3 separate regions of the Mus musculus genome follow, and all the other regions are linked to region 1. The links are chromatin contacts, called in public HiChIP or PLAC-seq maps. All regions are on one chromosome and are shown on one strand. The core of a region is the stretch at or near the end of the contact, and the rest is flanking DNA. Distances in the headings are between cores, read along the strand shown.

The links. HiChIP or PLAC-seq counts read pairs in DNA pulled down with a chosen protein or histone mark.
Region 2: a CTCF HiChIP or PLAC-seq map of CD8 T cells shows a contact between it and region 1, with 8 read pairs. The contact joins the enhancer-like site here to the promoter of Ppif in region 1. A contact is called at or near these places in 7 of 39 promoter capture datasets (cranial neural crest, frontonasal cranial neural crest, hematopoietic stem and progenitor cells and 4 more), 1 of 15 datasets of contacts at CTCF or cohesin (CD8 T cells), 2 of 484 Hi-C or Micro-C datasets (bone marrow-derived macrophages and nephron progenitors), 6 of 115 datasets of contacts at active chromatin or transcription factors (CD8 T cells, the SCID.adh cell line, double positive thymocytes and 2 more) and 2 of 9 other capture datasets (embryonic stem cells and pancreatic islet).
Region 3: an H3K4me3 HiChIP or PLAC-seq map of embryonic stem cells shows a contact between it and region 1, with 34 read pairs. The contact joins the promoter of Zcchc24 here to the promoter of Ppif in region 1. A contact is called at or near these places in 1 of 39 promoter capture datasets (embryonic stem cells), 11 of 484 Hi-C or Micro-C datasets (the C2C12 cell line, embryonic fibroblasts, embryonic stem cells and 6 more), 8 of 115 datasets of contacts at active chromatin or transcription factors (the SCID.adh cell line, bone marrow-derived dendritic cells, effector CD8 T cells and 3 more) and 3 of 9 other capture datasets (adipose tissue, embryonic stem cells and liver).

What each region holds. Positions count from the first base shown.
Region 1 is chr14:25,692,892-25,695,591 of GRCm38.p6, forward strand. Ppif (peptidylprolyl isomerase F (cyclophilin F)) reads left to right here and starts at 1,279. Exons shown (of 6, transcript NM_134084.1): 1 at 1,279-1,532; 2 at 2,582-2,612. The coding sequence starts at 1,341.
Region 2 is chr14:25,627,602-25,630,301 of GRCm38.p6, forward strand. All of the region lies in intron 6 of Zmiz1 (zinc finger, MIZ-type containing 1), which reads left to right. Among named protein-coding and RNA genes, the nearest start is that of Gm45915, 25 kb to the left of the region's middle. Within about 2 kb of position 1,255, at least 40 of the 459 cell types and tissues checked have an H3K27ac peak or open chromatin away from gene starts, as enhancers often do. A contact at or near this core is called in CD8 T cells and memory CD8 T cells, where this site is marked.
Region 3 is chr14:25,767,770-25,770,469 of GRCm38.p6, forward strand. Zcchc24 (zinc finger, CCHC domain containing 24) reads right to left here and starts at 1,303. Exons shown (of 4, transcript NM_001101433.2): 1 at 842-1,303. The coding sequence starts at 1,087.

The sequences.
Region 1 (2,700 bases), core at 29-2,528:
ATCAAGGCCAGTAGCACAAAGCAGAGAGCTGTGGACCATCACAAGAGGGTTCAGGCTGCCATGTGTGAGGCGGGGAGCATGCCCTGATTTCATAGACTACTTGGACCAGCATGGCTTCTCCACACACACACACCCCCCAACTGAATCTTGGGTGGGACAGGCCAGGCTCCCCGGCTCCTAAGGCTCTCAGCTCCTTTCCTGCTCCCGCCTCTCAGGACCTTGGGACCTTGCACTGGAGATTCCCCGCTATGCTCTGAGCACACAGTCTAGGCTATGCCCATCGCTGTTGAACACAGAACAGCATTTAACAGTTAACAAATGCTTCTCTCTCTTGTTTGTTTATCCTCAGAACAGGTATGAGTAGAAAGCAGGGTAATTTCTCATCGCTTCCTTGGTTGCAGGACTGGCTGAATCCAGCAGTAGGGAACCAGGGTTTTCTAGCCCTAGTTAGAGCCTTTTTCTCTTTCTGAGCCTCAGTTTCCTAACTGTGTTGGCTCACATGCTCTCGCTGGCTGGCATTCATTTGATTCCCAGGCTGGTGCTGTGCCCAGTGCACCAGGGTTTAAAGTCCTGCCTGTGGCTCTTCTGCAGGCTCCTTTCCTTTTATATCACACACTGCCAACTTCCTGGCATCCCTAGAGAATGGTTGCTTAGGAAGTTACCTGCAGGTGTGGTGCAGTTGGCAAGGAAGTTTATTCCAGGTGAATGTAAATCTAGGGGGCATTCCAGGGGGTGTAAATCTAGCCCCGCACTCTGCTGGCCTGGCTGGAGGTGGTGGGAACAGACAAGGGCTGTCAGAGTGGGCTGGGACTGAGGCCTGGCAGATGCACTATTGGTTCGGCAAACTGTATTTTCAGTCCTGGCGGAGGATCTGGTCTCTAGAAGCAAAAGGAGACAAACTCAGCCCTGGAGCCGGCAGCCTGAGGTCACCTTGTGGGTGTCTTAGACTGTATCTCTGCTTCTCTGTTCTTTCTGTTATCTCTCCCTTTCTGAGCCACCTCAGATTCCCCCACCTACACCCCCCCACGTCTTTCTGAATCTCAGGATCAACCTTTCTCTTGATCTAGAAGCACTTTCAAAGGACTTCCGGCTCAGTGTGTAGGGATGGAGGGCGGGGCACAACGCACGAGCCGATTACGCTGCCAGCGGCAACCGGCAGGGGACGCTAGCGAACAGGTTCCGAGGGGGCGCGGCGGAGGCGTGGAGGGGGGCGTGGTCTCGAAGCCAGCCGACCAATAAAGGCGGCGGCGCGCGGCCTAGGTATCGCTTCCTGGGTCGTACGACCTTGCCTGTGTCTGCTCTGAGTTCTTCCGCGCGCCCTCGCCCGACCCGCGACAGCGATGCTAGCGCTGCGTTGCGGCCCCCGCCTGCTCGGTCTGCTCTCCGGCCCGCGCTCCGCGCCGCTGCTCCTCTCCGCGACCCGTACCTGCAGCGACGGCGGAGCCCGCGGCGCGAACTCTTCCTCCGGGAACCCGCTCGTGTACTTGGACGTGGGCGCCGATGGACAGCCGCTCGGCCGCGTGGTGCTGGAGGTGAGGCTTGGACATTTGGAAAACCTGGACTTCCCGGGCCCTGTACTGTGCCTGGCACATCAGGTGACCTTGAGCCTCAGTTTCCCTCTCTCAGAAGAGGCGGCATCAGCTTGGTCCGTTCGGGGCTTTTCAAAACCCTGGGGGGTGTGGAGGAAAAGGTCAAGGTCAGATCGTACTGAGTGACAGCCCACTGACCGGCCTGGACCGACGTTGGGCTTCCTAGACCCTCTGCGTCCGAGGTTGGACCCAGAGCTCTGGGGTGGGTAGCTGAGGTCCAGGTGTTGCCAGGTGCTCACGTGGTGGCCTGAGCGCACTCCGGATCCGCCCCCAAGGCCTGGTTGCCTAAGAGGAGACACAGGGAATGCAAGTGAGAAGGTTCTGGCTGCCCAAGCCCTCTCCATTCCCTGAGATTTGACCCTTAAAAAGAAAAGTAGGAAACAGACACCAAGGTTATCAGGAGGCCATCCCAGGAGCCTTTAGGCTGTTCTGCTTTGAACAAAGGTACCAGTTAGACTGCCGATCTACTGGGGGAGGGGAGCTGGCATTTTTTATTATGCCTCATTTTCCTCGTTTGGAAAATGAGGAGTACCTCCCCAACTCTGTTTGGTGAAGAGGGATTCTTAAGAGAAGTTGAGAGGCATGAGGCAGGCTTGGATGACGGTCCCCTCCTTCCCTTCTGTGAGCCTCAGTTTCCCCCAGCACTGAGGAAGGTCAGCTAATTCTAATGTGATACTTACTCTTGGTCCAGGGACTCATGCCGAGGGCCTCCAGCTGACATTTCTGTCCCGGAAGTGGGCCAGGATGGCACTAGTTTCTTCGGATAAGAAACTAAGGCTGTCTCAAGCAAGCTTTGGTTGGGTTCAGGAAGCAGCTGGCAGAAACGATAGTGGCTTTGGCAGTTCCGAGGAGGGTTGGTGGTCATGGAAGGGAATGGCCCTGTTCTTCTTTGTCATGATGCCCTGGCCTCTGGGTGTGAATGGTGAGGGGGATCTTTTTTGCACCTGCTTCTGGACTGACCATCCTTTTCTGTTCCTTTTCCTTCACCATAGTTAAAGGCAGATGTCGTGCCAAAGACTGCAGGTAAGGCTTACGTGGAAAGTGAGCCCGGCAAGGCTGGTGGGCTTGGCATGGAGTTAGGACTTAGATTATGACCATATGGGAGTCTCAA
Region 2 (2,700 bases), core at 5-2,504, 65 kb before region 1:
TTCTTCTGAGGCCCCCAGAGGCTCAACTCTTCAGGAATCTTCTTGAGTCTCCTCTTGCTCAGCCCCGGACAGCCTCCACAAGGCAAGGAACAGCCAAACCGGTTTGGGAATCAGCCTTGCAGGCTCTAAGGTTCCTCAGAGTTCAGTTCCCAGGGTGTGTTCACACACCTAGAGACTCCAGCTTCTGTCACCCATAGAGCCCTTGGGAAGAGGGAGTGTTCTAGAGGCAGGGGTGGAGGTGGGAGGAGTAGCCTGAAGCTACTCCAGGCTGGGTCACTCCATAGGATTCTTTAAGCACACACTGTCCCAGCCTGAGGAGCAGTTAGGGGACCAGACCTGACCAGTCCTGGCCTGTGGGGCCTAAGCTTCTATAAGAATGAGGGATAAATGGAAGGGTTCCCAGCCAGTGTGTCAGCAGGCAGCTTCTGCCATCTTGCCTCTCACACCACACAGTGCCGGGGCTGGCAAAGCAGGGAACAGAAGGTGAGAGTGATCTGGGAAAACCAGAAGCTTAGGCCAACACCTTACTGAGAAAGGCCTGGCAAGAGTGTGGCAATTCCTCAGGAGTACTTCCTCCACAGAAAACCAGGGGCTTTTGTCAGCACCACCAAAGTCCAGCTCCCTGTGACCACCAAGAAGTCCTGACCCCCTGTTGCTAAGGCTGCCAAGTTCTTCCCACCTACCCACACACCCTCCTGAACTTAGAAAGGGACAAAAGCCACTCTTGGCCACACAGGTATTGAGCTCAGCTCAGATGAGAAACTAGGATGGTACTTCAGTGTCTCCTAGTGATGGGTTTGATGTCCCAGATGAGGGACATAAAAGGGAAGTCCTAGGTACCAGTGGCAGGGTCATTGTCCTGATCTTCTGAATCCACCCACACCCCTTGCCCCCTTCCTCCAATACAGTATAGCTCTTGGGCAGACCTCAAGGCATGGGAGTCAAACTGAGAGTGTGAAGTAGCTGGGGAGGGGGTGGGGGAAGGAAGCGTGGTGGCTGGCAGATCTTCCCCATCCACTGCAGCAGGGTGAGTAGGGTCAGAATGGCCACCCTTCCTGTAGACAAATGTGCCTGCAGAGCCTAAGGCTGCTTTACCGGATCAGTGACTCAGAGCTACCTGCCCCAGCCCAAGACTAGAATCTCCTTCATGGTCACGGGGTTCCTTTGTGGGTTCCTCCCAAGGCAGAGAGTGGGACCATTCCTCCATTGCTGGGGCCCCCCTACAGAGGCCAGCAGGAAGGAAGCCAAGAGACAGCTCTGCAGACATTTCAGTTCCTCAGGACACAAGTCCAACCTACTGACTCTTACAAGGGAGCCATGCCATGAGAGCAGGAGGCCTGGCTCCTGGTGCCCTCCCACGCCCTTCAGGGCACAATAGGGTAAATGCCAAGAGCCTTTCAGAGATGGTCTGTGTGGACAGGCCCTGTGCTCAGTGCCCCTACAGAGGGTGAGCCTCAATAGGCTGGCACAAGAGATGAGGCGGGAGTAGGTAGAGATCAAGGTGAAACGTGGGTCGGAGGTCAGCCTTGTAGAGAAGCACTGGATGTGGCCACTGTTGGGTGCCAGAGATGGCACTGCCCACCCCAGGGAGTATCAAACATAAAGGTGCCAAGTGGACAGCTTTGAGCATCTGTGTATGTTTATGTGATTCTCCTAGAGTGTGGGAAAGACAGACCCACAAGGGACCAGGTTCGTTTTCTGTTTGTCAGATGTCTCAGCCTTGGAAGGCCTTCAGAGGAAGGCAACAGGGAAAACCAGTGAATTTATCCTGCAGGATACTCCACTTGCCAGAATCTGAATTTGTTTAATGTTGACCTCAGGAGGGAGGAAGCCTGATGCTTCTCCTGTGAGCTTCCACAGTTAAGCCTGGTCTATTGCCTCGAGAATCCTCAGATCCTTGTCTGTAAACAAGAGGAGTTTTGCTGTCTCACCATTTCACACGCAGAATGAAGGGGTGAGCCGAGGCCTGTGAATCCCTGATACGTTCTAGAGTGGCCAGCCCAGGCTAGAGACTCCCAGCCACCTGGTTTTGGGACCAAGACTTTGTGCTTGGGAGATGAAAGAGGAGAAGGTGAGAGTGTGATCTGGCCCCACCTAGAGGGATAAGAGGTGGCCTTTCCTCTGTGGGTACCACATAGTGGATGTACAGACACCATCAGCACTGGTGCCAGGACAGATGACATGAAGGTGGCAGCTGTCCTTAAGTCACCTACGCTGTTGTTTCTGTAAGAGGCTTATATTTATAAAGTCTCATTAGCCGTCCGTGGCTATGCATGGCATGAAATGTGTCAGTGGACTCTGTGATAGGTTTTATCTGGTGACAGTGCCATGGAGACTGGCTTGCAGTCCGGGAGGGGCCTTGCACCAGCTCTACAGCCTGGCTTTCAGATGGAGTGCTTGATGACTGACCGTCTCCCATACTCTCATGTACCGAGCTATTTCTGTCTGTGCCGCACTGCAACCTGTTAGTCATGTGTTGGCTGCGTAGTTCTTACTAAATGCTATGCCAAGTGCTAGGACTATGCAAGGGGCCGCTCCAGTCTCATGTCTAACCCCTGGGTAGCCTGTCTCCTGGCCCCATTTGCTTCCATTCAGCTTATCCTGTCTATCCAAAGCAGGGTGGGTTGGTGACAGACACGTTGGGAGACAGGCACATGATGGGTGGGCCTGCTCTGATGCATTGCAGAGCTTGTAGTAGAG
Region 3 (2,700 bases), core at 53-2,552, 75 kb after region 1:
GAGGCTGGGAGGTCACGGCCACCTGTGTATTTATCTAGCTGGTAACATGCACTGTCCAGTAGACTTTGTAACCGAATCCATTGAGCAGGCAGCCTTTGCAACACATCCCAGGTTTTGGGAGAAGGCACTAGGCAGCTGGAGCCCTCCCATCGCCACAGCCTAACCCTCCCCCCCCCGCCCCCCAAGGATTTCCCTTTCATTTCCTTCCAGCCTGGGAAGGCAGGGGACAGAACAGTCTGCTAGGTCAAGCCCTCAGAAACCACTTCCTATGTGCCTGGGGGAGGGCAAGCAGCTGCAGGGTGGATCTAGGGGTTCCCAAGTGGTGGGAACAGGAGAAAAAGCCCCTGGAAGAGCAACTACTTTCCAGGGAGCCCTCCAGGTTAAGAACTATGGAGGTCGGTGGGAGGATTCTTTTAGGCCCTTTCAGAGTTCAGAGCAGGTTCTGCAATCCTCCGTCCCAGAGAATGGCAGCCAGAAAAGTTCATAAGGTTGGGCGAAGGAAAGACTAGGAAGGGGCTCCCCGCCCTAGCCGCACCCCGGCAGTCTGCAGAGAATCCGGAGACACCCTTGAGCCTGCTTACTAGGAGCAGGGCTCCAAACTCGGAGAGGGGGCGGGAGGGCCCTGCCCAGGCCTGAGCTGCTCCGGGAGGCTCTGCCGGGAGGTGACGCGCTCCTGGTGCCCCAGGGACTTCGGGCGGCAAATTTGGCAGAGCTGATCGAAGTCAAGCCAAGCCGAACTGGGCAATGCGGGGCCGGCTTGGGCCATGCCAGGAAGAGCGGAACAGATAGAAGAGGGGCCTGAAACAGTGAGCGCCGGGCTGGCGCGCGCTGGGGCACCCACCTCTCCGCGCTGCAGCTGGAAGACGCTGTTAAGATAACTGGAGTGCAGGGGAGAACCCAGCTGCTCCGGGCGGCCCTTGCCGAAGGCCAGCTCCGGGGGCGCGGCGCCGGCGGGAGGCTCGGGCCGGAAGGCATCGAAGGCACTAGCCTGGTGTGTGTCCTGAAGCGACAGGTAGACCCAGTTGAGTAGCTGGGCTGGCTGGTACACCGAGGCGGCGCTCGTGTCGATGGCAGACAGCAGGCTCATTTTGCCGTGGCGGTGCCGGCCCCTCCCCGGCCGCCCGCTCGCGCCCCCCTCCCGGCGGAGGGGCGGGCACCGGGGAGCCTGTGCCCACTGCCAGCCGCCCCGGCCCCGACGGCTATCCGCCCCGCGTCCCGCGCCCCGCGCGTTGCCCGCAGCCGCCCGCCGCCGCCGCCGCCTCCCCGAACTGCAGCAGTGGGCGCGCACGGGCGGAGGAAAGAGGCAGAGAAAGTTGGGCAGGAAACTTTTGGCCCCGCCCCGCCTGCTGCCAGCCCCGCCTCGCCCGGGGATCCGCTATCTGCCTCTGCGCTGACCCCTCCGGGGACCGCTCCTAGGGTGGGGTCCACAGAGACCCCGCCCCACCCCGGCCAGTTCGGTCCTATCCTCGCTCCCCCATTGGTTGTCTTATTGAATATGAATGTGGGGGAGGGGCAAGACAAGAAAGAAGGCGGGTCCGCACATGTAGCACGCCGCCGACCCCCACACCAGGAGCGGCCCCTCCCGAATTTCCCCCCTCCGCCCCGGGGTCAGCTCAGCTCCCCAGCCTAGGAGCTCAGAATCAATTGGGCCCAAACATTCAGTTGGTTCTACTGTATGCTGGTTCCCATCACTTCCCAGGAGCTCTCTAGTTAATTAGGCGTTTGCAGCTTTTCCTTCTCCCAGTCCCTCCTCTTGCTGTTAGTCCGATTGTGTTTCTGTGACTGTCTCGATGTTCTCTAACGACACTTTAAACGTGTCTCGTTTGAAGCTTCCTTCTGTCTCCCTCGCTTCCCTCAAACACACACACACACACACACACACACACACACACACACACACACTCACACACACACACACACACTCACACACACACACACACACACACACACACACACACACACACTCCTCGCGCTATCACCATAGGACCCTCCCCCTCCCACTTAATTCCTTCCATCTGCAGAATCGTTTTGCGGACAGCCTGCGCTGAGGGGGGCCCCAGGTTCCTGCCCAAGGAAGGGCTCCCCTTCTCCTCCCCCCTTACACCCCCTCCCATCTCTTCCACTTCTCCTGTTTCTACTCCAGGCTGGCTTTTCTCTCCTCTTCTGCTCCCTGGGTCCAGCGTCAGCTCTCCCTAGTGTCTTGAAGGGGTTCCAGGACCCTGGCCTACAAGATCTCGGAAACCCACATTTTCCTGGAGGAGCCCGCATTAGCCAGTGGCTTCCCAGATCCTGAGGCCTTCATTCACCTCACAGTCCCAGAATGGTGTGTGCTGCCCCATATCCTGGGACCCAAGAACCAGGTCCAACCTCTCAGTGCCAACTCAGAGGAACTGACTGCCCTATGGGGACTCAAGTCACCTTCACCTCATTTGGCCCTGAAGCCATTCAGCCTGGTGTTAAAATGCCAGTAAATGGACTTCTGATGAGCCACCTCCCCTCTGCCAACCAGCCTGTGTTCTCTGTACTATGGGAATGATTATATTCATACTGGGTAGCTGTTGAGTGGAAAAATAGATTCAGTAAATAGAAGCTGTTTCAGGAAGGTCCTTTGTCCCCCAACCAGTCACCAAGCCAGGACACCTCAGCACATCTGTAGATGCTTGAATTCAACAGCTTTCAGTGTGACAGAGAGCTAGCCTG